2 separate regions of the Pan troglodytes genome follow, and region 1 is linked to region 2. Evidence: chromatin contacts called from public capture Hi-C data. All regions are on one chromosome and are shown on one strand. The core of a region is the stretch at or near the end of the contact, and the rest is flanking DNA. Distances in the headings are between cores, read along the strand shown.

Evidence for each region. Capture Hi-C pulls out chosen DNA fragments and counts their contacts.
Region 1: a contact with region 2 is called in a capture Hi-C map of stem cell-derived neural stem cells, with 2.3 times the contacts expected there. The contact joins two enhancer-like sites. A contact is called at or near these places in 1 of 7 Hi-C or Micro-C datasets (stem cell-derived neural progenitor cells) and 1 of 1 other capture datasets (stem cell-derived neural stem cells).

What each region holds. Positions count from the first base shown.
Region 1 is chr9:35,954,281-35,960,132 of NHGRI_mPanTro3-v2.0_pri, forward strand. No RefSeq gene overlaps it. Among named protein-coding and RNA genes, the nearest start is that of RCN1, 130 kb to the right of the region's middle. Within about 2 kb of position 1,256, at least 1 of the 24 cell types and tissues checked has an H3K27ac peak or open chromatin away from gene starts, as enhancers often do. A contact at or near this core is called in stem cell-derived neural stem cells, where this site is marked.
Region 2 is chr9:35,803,585-35,809,582 of NHGRI_mPanTro3-v2.0_pri, forward strand. It overlaps PAX6 (paired box 6), which reads right to left. Exons shown (of 14, transcript XM_054662190.2): 3 at 2,766-2,842; 4 at 2,320-2,380. The coding sequence starts at 2,329. Among named protein-coding and RNA genes, the nearest start is that of PAX6, 11 kb to the right of the region's middle. Within about 2 kb of position 2,192, at least 6 of the 24 cell types and tissues checked have an H3K27ac peak or open chromatin away from gene starts, as enhancers often do. A contact at or near this core is called in stem cell-derived neural stem cells, where this site is marked.

The DNA.
Region 1 (5,852 bases), core at 6-2,505, 150 kb after region 2:
CTCAGCCTCCCGAGTAGCTGGGACTACAGGCGCCCGCCACCACGCCCGGCTAATTTTTTCTATTTTTAGTAGAGACGGGGTTTCACTGTGTTAGCTAGGATGGTCTCGATCTCCTGACCTCGTGATCCGCCCGCCTCGGCCTCCCAAAGTGCTGGGATTACAGGCGTGAGCCACCGCGCCCGGCCAGGTAGTATTCTTTATAGCAGTGTGAGAATGGACTAATACAAGGGAAGAGGCAGGTCATTTGTTGACACCATGGGAGTTGACACCATGGGAGTTGTGGTGGAGATTTCTGAGGCAGGCTGTGTGGATCTGAGGCGAGAGTCTGAGAGAACACCCAGTTAGCAAGAGGGAGTAGCAAGAAGAATTTGGAAAGGAGGCTGGAGGGAGACCTTAGAGGAGTAGAGCGGAAACCAGGAGAATGTAGCACTTCATCAGGTCAGAGAGGAGAGGATCAACAGTGTTGTGTTGCCAGGAGATCAAGGAGACTCAAGCCTGAGGAAGGGAGATGGTTGGTGATTAAGATAGATCCCGAGCAAGGTGGCCAGGCATGGCTGTGCACACTGCACACCCCCAGGGGGAGTCGTCTACACCCTCGTCTGTGGGATGGTGACCCCTGGAGTTGTGTAGTGTATAACTTGTGTGGCTACTGGAGACACCCTTCTCATGAGAATCTTATCAGCCTAGGGGTGAAGGAAGAAGCCCCATTATGAGCTGCTGAAGTGTGAGCAGGAGGCACGGTGGAGCTGGAGCAGTGAGGGTGATCTGTGAAAGGAGTTTAGATGTGAAGGAAAGAAAAAGATATAGTGGCTGGAAAGAATATCTGCCTTGAGGGAAAACAACCTTATTTTACACTTGGAAATCTGAGCATGATTTAGCCAAAAGCAACAACAACAACAACAGCAACAACAGCAACCCCACTAAAGTAGGAGAGAGAACAGATAAGGGAGAGTGAAGAGAGAGAGGAATCCATCCATTCAGAAAGCAGTCTTTATTGCCAGCCTCCTGAGTGTCTTCTCATCGTGTGCTGGAATGTAGCTGTGGAGACAAAACAGCTCCCGCCCTCACGAAGCTTATAGTTAGTGACCAGTGACACTATAGAGAGGGAGTGAAGGGTGGGTGGGGCGGCATTGGGTTTGTGGGGCAGGGCAGACTTCTCTGAGGAGGTGACCTTTGAGCTGAGACCTGGATGATGAGAAGGAGCGCACCCTGTGAAGACCATGGGGAGGAGCGTACCTGGCAGAGGCAGTGGCTGGTGCAGCAGTTCCCAAGGTCAGGCAGGAAGAGCCCAGCCTGGCTGGATCAGAGCTGCAGAAAGGGCTGGGTGGTGAGCCTGGGTCAGGCAGGGCCTCTCAGGCTATGGGAAGATGTTTCCATGAGAGTACCGTGACATGTACTCCTCTCTTATGGAGGAGAGGTCACCTACACATGTCACTGTACTCTCATGGAAACCGGAATCTATTGGCTTGGGATCCTCTTGAGATCCGGGATACTCTCATGGCCTGGGATTCTCTTGAGGGTCTCAGTCACCTCCCTATCCTGGCATAGAGTGAAATAACTGAGGCTTGAATGAAAGTCTTCCTCCAAGTCAGCCATCAGAAACATGCCTTATCTGAGTCAGGAAGAGTTTAAATTCATGGCTTCGTAGGAAGGTCACTGAGTCAGGCCCAAGCTCAGGGCGTTTCTACAGGCCCTTACACATGCTATGTATGTGGGGACGGGGTGGACTGAGGCATTTCAGTAGTCCTGAGTCACCTCACCCACATAGACACCAGCTGCACTAAACTTTCCAGGTTGATGAGGTTAACTCTGAAGCCCTCCTGCCATTATTTCTGGATCCCTGAATTTCCCTGCAGTGTTCTTTCTCTATCCACACTGTTTGCCTGCTACATCTTGCTGCTCAGGCTTCTTCTTGGGGTACCCCCTTAGCTCAGCTTAAAAATTACATCCCTTATTTTTCAGCCATTCTCTCATCCTCATAAAAATTTCTATCTCCTTAATGCAGACATTAGCAAGAAAGCAATCTAATTGAAAAAATTCATGCTAAGGTGTTGGTATCACCATCACACTCATGGGGGTATTTGATTGTTGAAAAAAGAAAGATATGTGCCCAGATTACAGCATTTGCTCAATGCATTGAGGACACACATGTTTGCCAAGGGATGGGCGTTAGAAAGATAAGAGAAAGGTTTAGGAATGGTAAGCCTTCCCAAATCTCCTAAAACCTTGTGCCTAAGGCTAACTTTGTTTCCAGATCCCAAAAGACAGAAAAGACAGTCCTCCACATTTGCAAGCCAAGATCAAGGTAGCTTGATGGTCTGAGGACAGGATAGTTACAGAGCACAGTTAGATTCTTAAGGTGCCTGCGTGCCTACCATTGGGTCAGCCCCAACCTGAAACCAGCTTCTCCGATTGGGGTTAAAATAACACCAAAACAAAACAAAGCAAAACAAAAAAAACAAAAAAATAAACAAGGATGAAGCAACATATGTTGGAAACCTACGTGTATGTTATTTTATTTACTCTTCATCACAATCCCATGATCAGATTGTATATTGTCCCATTTTCCAGATGAAACTGAGGCTCAGAAATATTTAGTGATTTTCCCAGGGTCATGCAAATATGCTTAAAGCACTGGGATTCAAACCAGGCCTGTCTGACTCCAAAGCTCCATTCCTCCTCCTGTGCCTCAGGGTTAAAACTCTATCCTAAGGCGGTGGCAGCTGTCCCGGCCAGGGCATTCTGAGAGCTACTTGCAGCTCTTCCATTTACCAGGTTGAGATTTACTTCCTGTCTCTGGGCTTCAATTTTCTCATCTAGAAAACTGGGAGACAGACGAAGTTCTTTGAGGTTCCCTTGCAGGCCTAAGCATCACCGTGTTGGGTGATTCTTCCTTTGATAAGTCAGTGTACAGCTCATTTGATGTGCAAATGTCAAAATGTCAGCAGTGCCATGAGCCCTTGAGCATTCGGCTCCTTAGAGAGAAGCCTCTTGAAGGGCGGCAGGAGGTGGGCCACCTTGGACCGGCAAGTCCACAGAGGCCTGGAGAGATGTGGTGCACAGGAGAGATGTAGATCCTCCAGCTAACCCTGGGATTTCCCGGGGAATGGGCATTTGTGTACCTCCTTGTGGACAGGGCCTGAGCCCATGGCCCGATGATCACCCGAGTTTTTACAAGGTGGTTGAGAGTTTGGGTGTGTTTTTCCTCTCTCCTTTTGAAAACCAAGAGGTCAGCGTGAGTGTAATTCTGACACATGAAATCTGCTCCTTGTTTGGAAACACCCTTTTCAAATCCATCTTGAGATGGGATTAAGAGAACAGTTTTGGCTCGTTTTCAGGACTGTCATCTGATGAACATCTCCCAGCTCATTTGAAGGAAGTGACAGAAGAGAGTGAGATTTCAAATCAGGGAAATTGGCGACAGGCTCTGCTCAAATTGGCCTCCCCACCTCCAGCGTGCAGCCCGCAGAAAACAAAAGCTCCGGAGTAGGAAAGTGACACAGCGCCACCTCCCGGTAGCCTGGCCGGCCAAGGTCTCTGGCTTAAGCGGGCCTCTGGCCTGCCAAAATGCCTGGGGAGGGAAGAGCTGTGTCTCTGCACTCATAAGATGGGAACAGGGGGGTTCTGGGAGCTCCAAACGTTTCAGTTCACAGTGTGTGCAGTCATGTGTCTTGCGCATACACACATGCACATAGACAGCCAATTTGAACACCGAGGATTAACTTGTCTTAAAGGGGCAACTCTCTCGTCCATCTACTTTTAGGCAGATTTTAAAGACGATCATAGTAGTTAGCATATGGACTTTGGAGCCTGGTTGCCTGGGTTCAAATCTCAGCTTGGCACTTAATAGCTGTGCAACCTTGGCCAACTTACTTAACCTCTCTGTGTCTGTTTCATCTCCTACAGAATAAGGATAATAAGAGTATCAACCTCAGAGGATCACTGCAAGAATTGAGTGGGATACATATGACGTGCTTAGCACAGTGTGTGGCCCATGGTAAGTGCTCAGTATGTATTAGCTATTTTTGGTATTCAATTAAACATAGCTCACACATTTTTTTTTTCTTCTTTACACCCACCTGTTCGGCCATTTCTAACTGCCTGTTGGCTTATACATCCTATGCAGATGTTTCTGGTTCAAGGAAGATAATGCTAAATCCACAGTTTTGCTGAAATAATTGACCCTACCCAAACGCACACCCTAAACTGAATGAACTACTTGGCAGATTTTGAGAAAAATCATCCTTGGGTAACTCCCATGTATTTTTTGTTTGTTTGTTTTCGAGCAGCCTGGCTGTGCAGTTGGGGCAGTTGATGCTTCAGAGTAAACCTAGGAAGGCTTCGTGGGCCTGTGGATGATACATACAGCACTCTCAAATGTTGAGCTTCAACTCATGAGGGAATATTAGTCCTGGATTTTCCTACATTTGTCTGTAGATTGCTCCAGGGACACTGGCAGATCAGGAAAGGGTTTCATTTCAAGACTTCCTGCTACATTTGAGCCAGAAGGTCTCTGGGAAGCTCCTTCATGGGGCCAGACTTGGGATGTGCATCCATCTTGATGGAAAGTTCTCCCAACCTAGAGAAAAGATGGTGAGGCAACAGGCTGCCAAGGTCAGAGGCTGGTCTTTCCCAAAGTCAACCATAAATCAAAGCCTCCAAGGTGACCGACCACGTGTCATAGACACCAGCTCTGGAGTCTCTGAGCGGGTGACACAGGGCTTGATGACAGGAGACCACCTCTTCCCCAGCCCATCTGCTGCTAGGGAAGACCAGCGTGTGGGCTGTTCATTGCCACCAAGGAAGTTTTCCTGCTGTTTAATGAGGTTTAACTCTCCTTGTAAAGGAGGGCCTGGCCCAAACATCTGTTTCATCAAAGGGGTTGGAGTCTTGGAGACACAAAAGCTTCTCTCAGTGGCTCCATTCTATGGCCTTTATCACTCCCGGAGTCGTCCTATTAATATGCTGAAACAGCCATGACTTTGCCACTATGAACGTGTCTAGGGAGCACAGCCAGGTTTCAGGGTGAGGAAGGAGAGAAAGGGAGAGTCCTTTGAATCCCCTCAGACTTTACACTTGGCTTCCTCTTATGGGTAAGACTTAACCATGACTCACCTGTTTTAGAATGTTTTGTTAGCCAATCCCTGATTTGCTTGAAACCTCCAAAGTCTCAAGAAAATAGCCTCAAGGGAACTTGGAGCTAAGCTGCAATGTCTCAGGCCTAATAAATAAACTGCGTATGAGGACAGCACATGATCGAAAGAGCAAATGCCAAACCGGGAATCTTCAGGTTGAGCACTTGGAAGTCACTGGGATTTTTGCAGAAAACCATGAAGCAGTAACGTTTTAAGTTTAAAGGATTAAATAGATAATTTAGGGCTACATCTGACTGTGGAGCCCTGGAGTCTCCTGCTATTTATTGGCTATTTAACTCTGCAGTAGTTACTTCACGTCTCTGAAACTCCATTTCCTCATCTGTCAAAGGGACGGAAAATACTGGGGTGAGGACTTAATGACAAATAATATGTTTTACTCCCTCTAGTGCTTGGCACGTAGACACTCAAACAATGGTAACCAAGTAACAAAAGTTTAAGAGAAATGTATCAGAGAAGAAGCTAACTTGAGAAATGCTTTTCCATTGAAATTATTATTATTTAAAAAGTTTTGTTTTTGTAAATTGGGAAAAGAGTGCCGCAGCTTGATGATAGTGGAGTGGCAGACGTGTTGTGTGGCCCGGCTAGTGCAGGCGGCCCTGATATATGCAGTGGTGTGGCTTCCTGTGCTAGGTTAGGGTTCTCAACCTTCTCTACCTATGACAACACACCTATCCAGTGGCATGAGGTTGCCCAACC
Region 2 (5,998 bases), core at 942-3,441:
TAAATAAGCTCCAAATATAGAAGAGGGGGGAAAATATGATGAGCCTCTCTGACATTTGTCTTTAAAATAAAACTAGCTGCACGTCAAGTTTGAGCTTAATTTCTGGAAATAGGCGGAAGTCGCTCCGGATCATGCATGGAAGGCTAATTGAAAAGATCAGTCGGGGCGCTTGTGGCAGCCTTGTCACTTTGTGACAGTGCTCCGCTCCGGGAAATTGCATCGTCACGACAAACGGGACAGTGATAAAACGACCCTTTCCGTCCTTATTTGTAGATCACTCAGACGAGATTGAACTGCACTTGTTTCCCCTTCGAGGGGAGCCGCGTTTTCAGGGTAGCCGAAGGCTTGGGGCTAAGGGGGGCCCTCACCGAGGCGCGGGTGGGGGCCTGAGCCTCAACTCGATGAGAAGTGACAGGCGTTTGGGGGATCTGGGCTCCGGCCGGGACCAGCGCAAGCAGGGACTTTGCGGGGACACCGCTTCTCCAACAGAGCAAGGCCTGGCCCACGTTTCCGGTTTCTCCTAACTTCCTTTTATTGCCTTCCTTTGCTTCGCAAGTTCCATCTACCCCTCCAGCTACAGAGCCCCACCTCTAGGCACAGGGAGCTTCCCGGAAAAAGAAAGGCTGTCCCAGAAAGAGACCGAGAGAGACTTTCCAAACTTCGGGCATAGCCACGGCAATTCCCAGTCTGCTAATGCCAAGGCGGGCGCGTGAGGCCGCCTAAATCTAGACCTCCCTCCTCACTCATTTCAAAAAATAACAACGTGCCAGCCACCTCCGCAGCTACCGCCCGCTGGTGCTTGCCCAGGAGACGCCAGGGCCAGAGCGCCACTCCCAGCATCGAAATGGCAGAGAGAAAGCGCAGCTCCAAATTCCCCTTCAGAGGTTAAGCCTCAATCATTGTGTCCCTTCCCTAGGGACTGCTGGCGCTCTCGCCCACTGGCGATGATTATGCGCCTAGAACTCGACCGCGAAGCAACTAATAGGAAAACATATGGTGTCAATTTGGATGCTCCGCGCCTCGCGCACACCCGGGAACGAGCGGCACAAAGCCCTGCGGGCCGGCCCGCGACCCCGCGCCCCTCGGGGCCTGCCAGCCGGGCCGCAGCGACAAACGCTCAGGGCTGCGCGCCCTGGCTGGGGCCCGCCCGAGAGACAGCCTGCGGCTGGGGAGTCTGAGCTCCAAGGGGAGAACCCAGCCGCCGAAGGCGAGCCTACCGGCCAAGCCCTGGGGTCCGGCAGGTTCTGCACAACTACTCCCGCAAAGCTCGCCACCTTTGTGCCGCTTCCTCAGCTACGCGCTTACCAGCTCCGGAAGCACCAGGGGGCGACCGGCGTTTCCAGAACAGATGGATAAGGTGCTGGGGACCCTTCTTAAGCCTTTGTGGTTCGGCCAGGGCAGGCTGCTAGAAGACCCGGGCCTTTCCACACTTCGAGTTCAGTTGAGCCCTGACGCCGTGTGCCTCAACCGTAACCTCAAACCGGGCCTGGTTTCGCTGGGCCTCCAGGCTCCCAGGTCGGAGCTCTAGACTAGCCCTGCCGCGTACCAGCACCCACCACGAACAGGAAGGTGGGTGGGACCCCACGGGGTCTGGGCAGAGGAAAGCAGGGAGGTACAAGGGCCATAAGTATCAAAAGCGCTCTGGGCCTGGGACTATCAGGACCCAAGCAATTGCAGTTGCCAGGGCAGGGATTTTCCAATTCCTGGGCACCTCCTTACCAGACCCAGTAAACCGTGCTCTCTCCCGCGCCCTGTAACAGCGAGCTTACCACCCCTACCCTGCTGCAGGCCTGGGGGCTCCTCTCCCCATCCCTTCTAGGCCCGTAGGTGGGGTGAGGAGGGGAGGAGCTGCCCTGAGAGTGACTTGGGGAGAGAAGCCCCCAACCCCGCTGGGTTGGTGGAGACTTTCAGTCTTGGCTAAGCCCAAAGGGGCCTCCTTCTCACTCAACTAGGAGAAGACTTCGCCCCGCCCTGATCAGCCCAGCCCCTCTCTCCGGGGTCAGAGCCGGGGCAGGGGCGGGAGGGGGTGTGAGTTACAGGATTTGGGGGGGATGGGGTTTCTCTACCGCAGCTTCGAAAACTCGGGCGGGCTGTTCTTAAGGGCCCAGCCCCTGCTTCTCCAGTATGGAGAAAAGCCAAGCAAACGCCCTCCCCTCCCGGGCTGCCGGGCGCGGAGGGGGGAGCAGCCGCCGCAGGTCCCCGGGCCTCAGTGGGTCGGCGGCCGGGCCAGCGCGGGCGTCGCGAGCCCTTGTGTCCTCCCCTGACCCTCGGGTCCGCGCACCCCGAGCCCGAAGTCCCAGAAAGACCAGAGGCACTTACTGTTCTGCATGCTGGCTCTGGCTGGGGGCCGCGGGATTCCACGGGGCTCGAATATGGGGCTCTGTTAGCAAGAAAATAGGAGTTAATCCCCGGGCAGCTGCATCAGGTAGGCCTGAACTCCCAACCGAGGTGGACCTGGGGCTAGGACAGGAGAATCTCCGTTCTTTAGGAATTGATCCACTCAACCGCTTGCGGCGATCTGAGGGTCACCCAGCTCTGCCCTGCAGTGCATACAAAATCTACCCTTTGGGGCTTGAAACAAAGTACTGGAATAACCCCAATCTGTTTCCCCTACATTCTTTAGCAGTTAACCCTTTAATCAGTAGAAGCGATGCCCCAATTTTGATTTTTTTCTTCTATCTGAACTATAGTGAAGAAGCATACTGAAATAGTTTGTTTTGACTGTTTGTGGGTTTTGAGCCCAAAGCAGCCACCACAGAACTTGCCTGAAATCTCGGATGTCTGTCCACTCTCACAATAAAAGGCCTCACACATCTGCGCACCCCTAGTTAAAGTCTTCCCCCTAAGACAAAACAGAAGGAGAAAAAGGTATATCAAGCTGTGGTTCAACAGCATACGTCCATGGGCTCTCTGAGCCTCACTCTCAGGAAAAATACATGCATCTAGGGCTCAGTCAAACTGTCATCAAACTCTAAGTCCCAGCATTACACCCACATTTTCAGCGGCGTCTGCCACAGAAGTCTCCATCCTTTAAAAGAGGCTGCTGTGGTCTGGCTTGGGAGAATTGGAAAATCTAGCAAGTTCGGATCCCACTTTGCAAAAATATAAAGAACCAGGAAAAGGGGAAGGGGGAAACAGGAGGAACAGTGGAGTAAGGAGTAGAGGCCAAGAGCTGAGGTTGAGGGGGTGTGAGGGGAGAGGAATACCTGAAGTTTGGAGACCAGGGGAAGGGAATCTTGGAACTTCCTGGTGCCGGAGAGCATAGGCTGGAGCAGTTTGGGAGGGCTGCGGGGCCATACTCCCTCCTTCCTTAAGGAACTTCACAAGACCCCCAGAACCCAACACTCTGCTTACCCTTTATCTTCTGCTCCTCTCCCTACACCAAAAAAACTTCCCAATGGCCCCCTCTCCATCTACCTCCCAGCTTTCTGGGACTTTGAAAGGGGCAAGCCCAACTTTTTATCCGAAACCTCACTTATTGTGATTAACTTCTCTTTTGGCGTTTAGATCTTCACCCCTTTAACTGTACTGTGACACACCCTGTCTACCTCGCCTCACTGCTTTAAAAAGTACGAACAGGAGGGGGTGAGCGTGGTCGACAAAGCCGACAGACGGCAAACAATGGCTTCTATTCTCCAGCTTTCCTCGAACCCAAGGAGCAAAACCGAGTCTCCCTAACCAGCAACACAGCTTCCAACCAAATGTACCAACAACCCACCAACTCACAAAGGGAACAGAGAGACGCTTCTAGCTTCATAAGCCCTGACCCAGTGCAGGGTTCCCCGAGGCTGCTCCCGTACGAACACCTCCCTACCTTTCCCAAAGGAAAAAAAAAAAAAAGTCTTTTGGGTGAGTGGAGGAAATAGAAAAGTAATTTCTTGTTGTAAATATCTGGAGGTAATTGTGTTACTGGTGTGAGTTGTTAGGGGCTGTAAAAAGATACAACGGCACCGTGGGGAGCTCAATTGGGAAGAGAGAGTTACAATAAAGAGCCCATTCAAGAGGTCTGCCCCCCAAAAAGAGGTAAAATAACAAAACAGTCACAGCATCATTTCTCTGTTTTTTTTTTAAATGCATTATTTTTTCTGTTTTACCTATGGTGATTATTGATCTGCCTGCCTGCAAGCAAAGAATTTCAAGAAGCACATTTTACTCTACAAGGCTATTCCTGGTCTACTTTTTAACTACTTGGTAGACAGCTTAAATCCATAAAAATAAACCGAAAATGAGGACTTTTTCTCAGCATTGGGTAAATACTGGCCACAGCAGAGGGTTACTAGTTACCCTTATCTAGGTTGGCTCTCCAATGCTTCCTTCCTGTCTCTCAGTCCCGGCACCCATAGCCATGCCCTGGACGGGCAAAATCTTCAACTCTAATGCAAAATACCCCACCCCAACAAATGCAGGACCCTGAAGCTGCAAAGGAGTAGTAGGTGGGGAGATGGGGAACGGAATTCCCCTAGGAGGGGTAAAACTTTCAGAACTCCACTTTGTAACCCACGCTGTGCACAATCACAACAGAATGCTCCCATCCTGGCTTGTAACTTCTTGATACCATTTTTTTAAAATTCAGTAGCTGAGCACAAAGAGGCCTCGTTGATTAGTTTTCGAAGCAGCTGGGAAGGTGGTAGTATTTCAAATTCCAGTTCTGCTCCATTCCCACTTCCCTCTCGCTAAGAAGCTATCTAATTACTTAAGTAAACGTGAACACTAAGTGCAGAAGCAACCCGGGAAGTGGGGCACATCGACACCCGGAAGCAGTCCTGTGCACCGGAGAGGTCAGACCCCCAACTGCAGCCTGAGCCCCCCAGCTCAGCCCGAGGCTCTGTACGGCCTCGCTGGGGCCATAGAACCACATCCTGAACGAAGGAGTCTCCAGACATTTTGGAGTCGCCCCGGCTTTGGACCACAAGAGAGTGGTCACTGCCCCCACCTCTCTGTCCCCAACACAAGCCTCAGTTTTCAAATGCTGTTCTTTTTTTAATTACTTAATTCTCAAATTCCATCCCCAAACTCTTTAACTGGGGTAAAGGGGAGAGCTCTCGGTCCTCCCGCCCCCAGCCAAAAGAGTAATTAGCAATTATGATGACAAAGTTTTACTCTCTAGGGCCAAATAAGATAACAACTAATCAAACTGCCTTCAGACGTTTGCAAAGGTCACTGGCTATAAAAAATGTAATGTCAACCGCAACAACTATTATTTCTCTTCAGTAAACTCGCCAGGCTTTCAAGCTCTTTGCCTTTCATTTCATTTTCTGCTCCCAGCCCCTTCTAAAACCTTCCCAAGTTCGAGTTAAACGTCCAAAATGGCTTAGGGAGCTTGGGAGAGTATAAGAAAAGTAAAAAGGAAGAAAGAAAGAAACCACGTTCACTTTGTTTTTAAACTTTCTAGAAATCGCTCATGAATGAAGAGCCAGGTTTTAGCACTCGAAAAAGAAAGCATTTCCACTTGAAATTCAACTCCATTTCCCCCAATTACACTTGCTAAAATTCAGGGCTATTATGGCGCAGGGAGACTGAGAAAATCTGCACAAGGAAAGAGGCAACAACTTTATGAACTTTGAAAAGACACTTTTCCTCCTGGGATCTTAGAATCGAAAGCTCTCAAATTACTCCGACTAATTAGCCGGGAGAAGTGATCAGACGAGGGGGAAGGCCAATGCTTTCATACAGATTTATTTTCAAGGCCTTACCAAGAAAAACATAAGGGGATTCGGAGTAAAACAAACAAAAAAGCAAACCACCTCTGCACCTCAAAACTTGCTGAAATCCCAACACCTGGTGCGACTGGATCAGAGGAAAACAAGGAAAAATACCCACCAAGCGCAGGGGGCCGGAGGACAGGGAAGAGCCCCAGCCTCCGCAGGGCAAGGGAGATGAGAGTCGGGGGAAGCCTGGGGAGCAGAGAATTTTCAAGTTCCGAGCTCAGCGCTCCAGTGGAGTTGGGGGCAAGAGCCCGGGGGCTGGATGGAAGCTGACAGTCCTCCCGCTCGGCTCT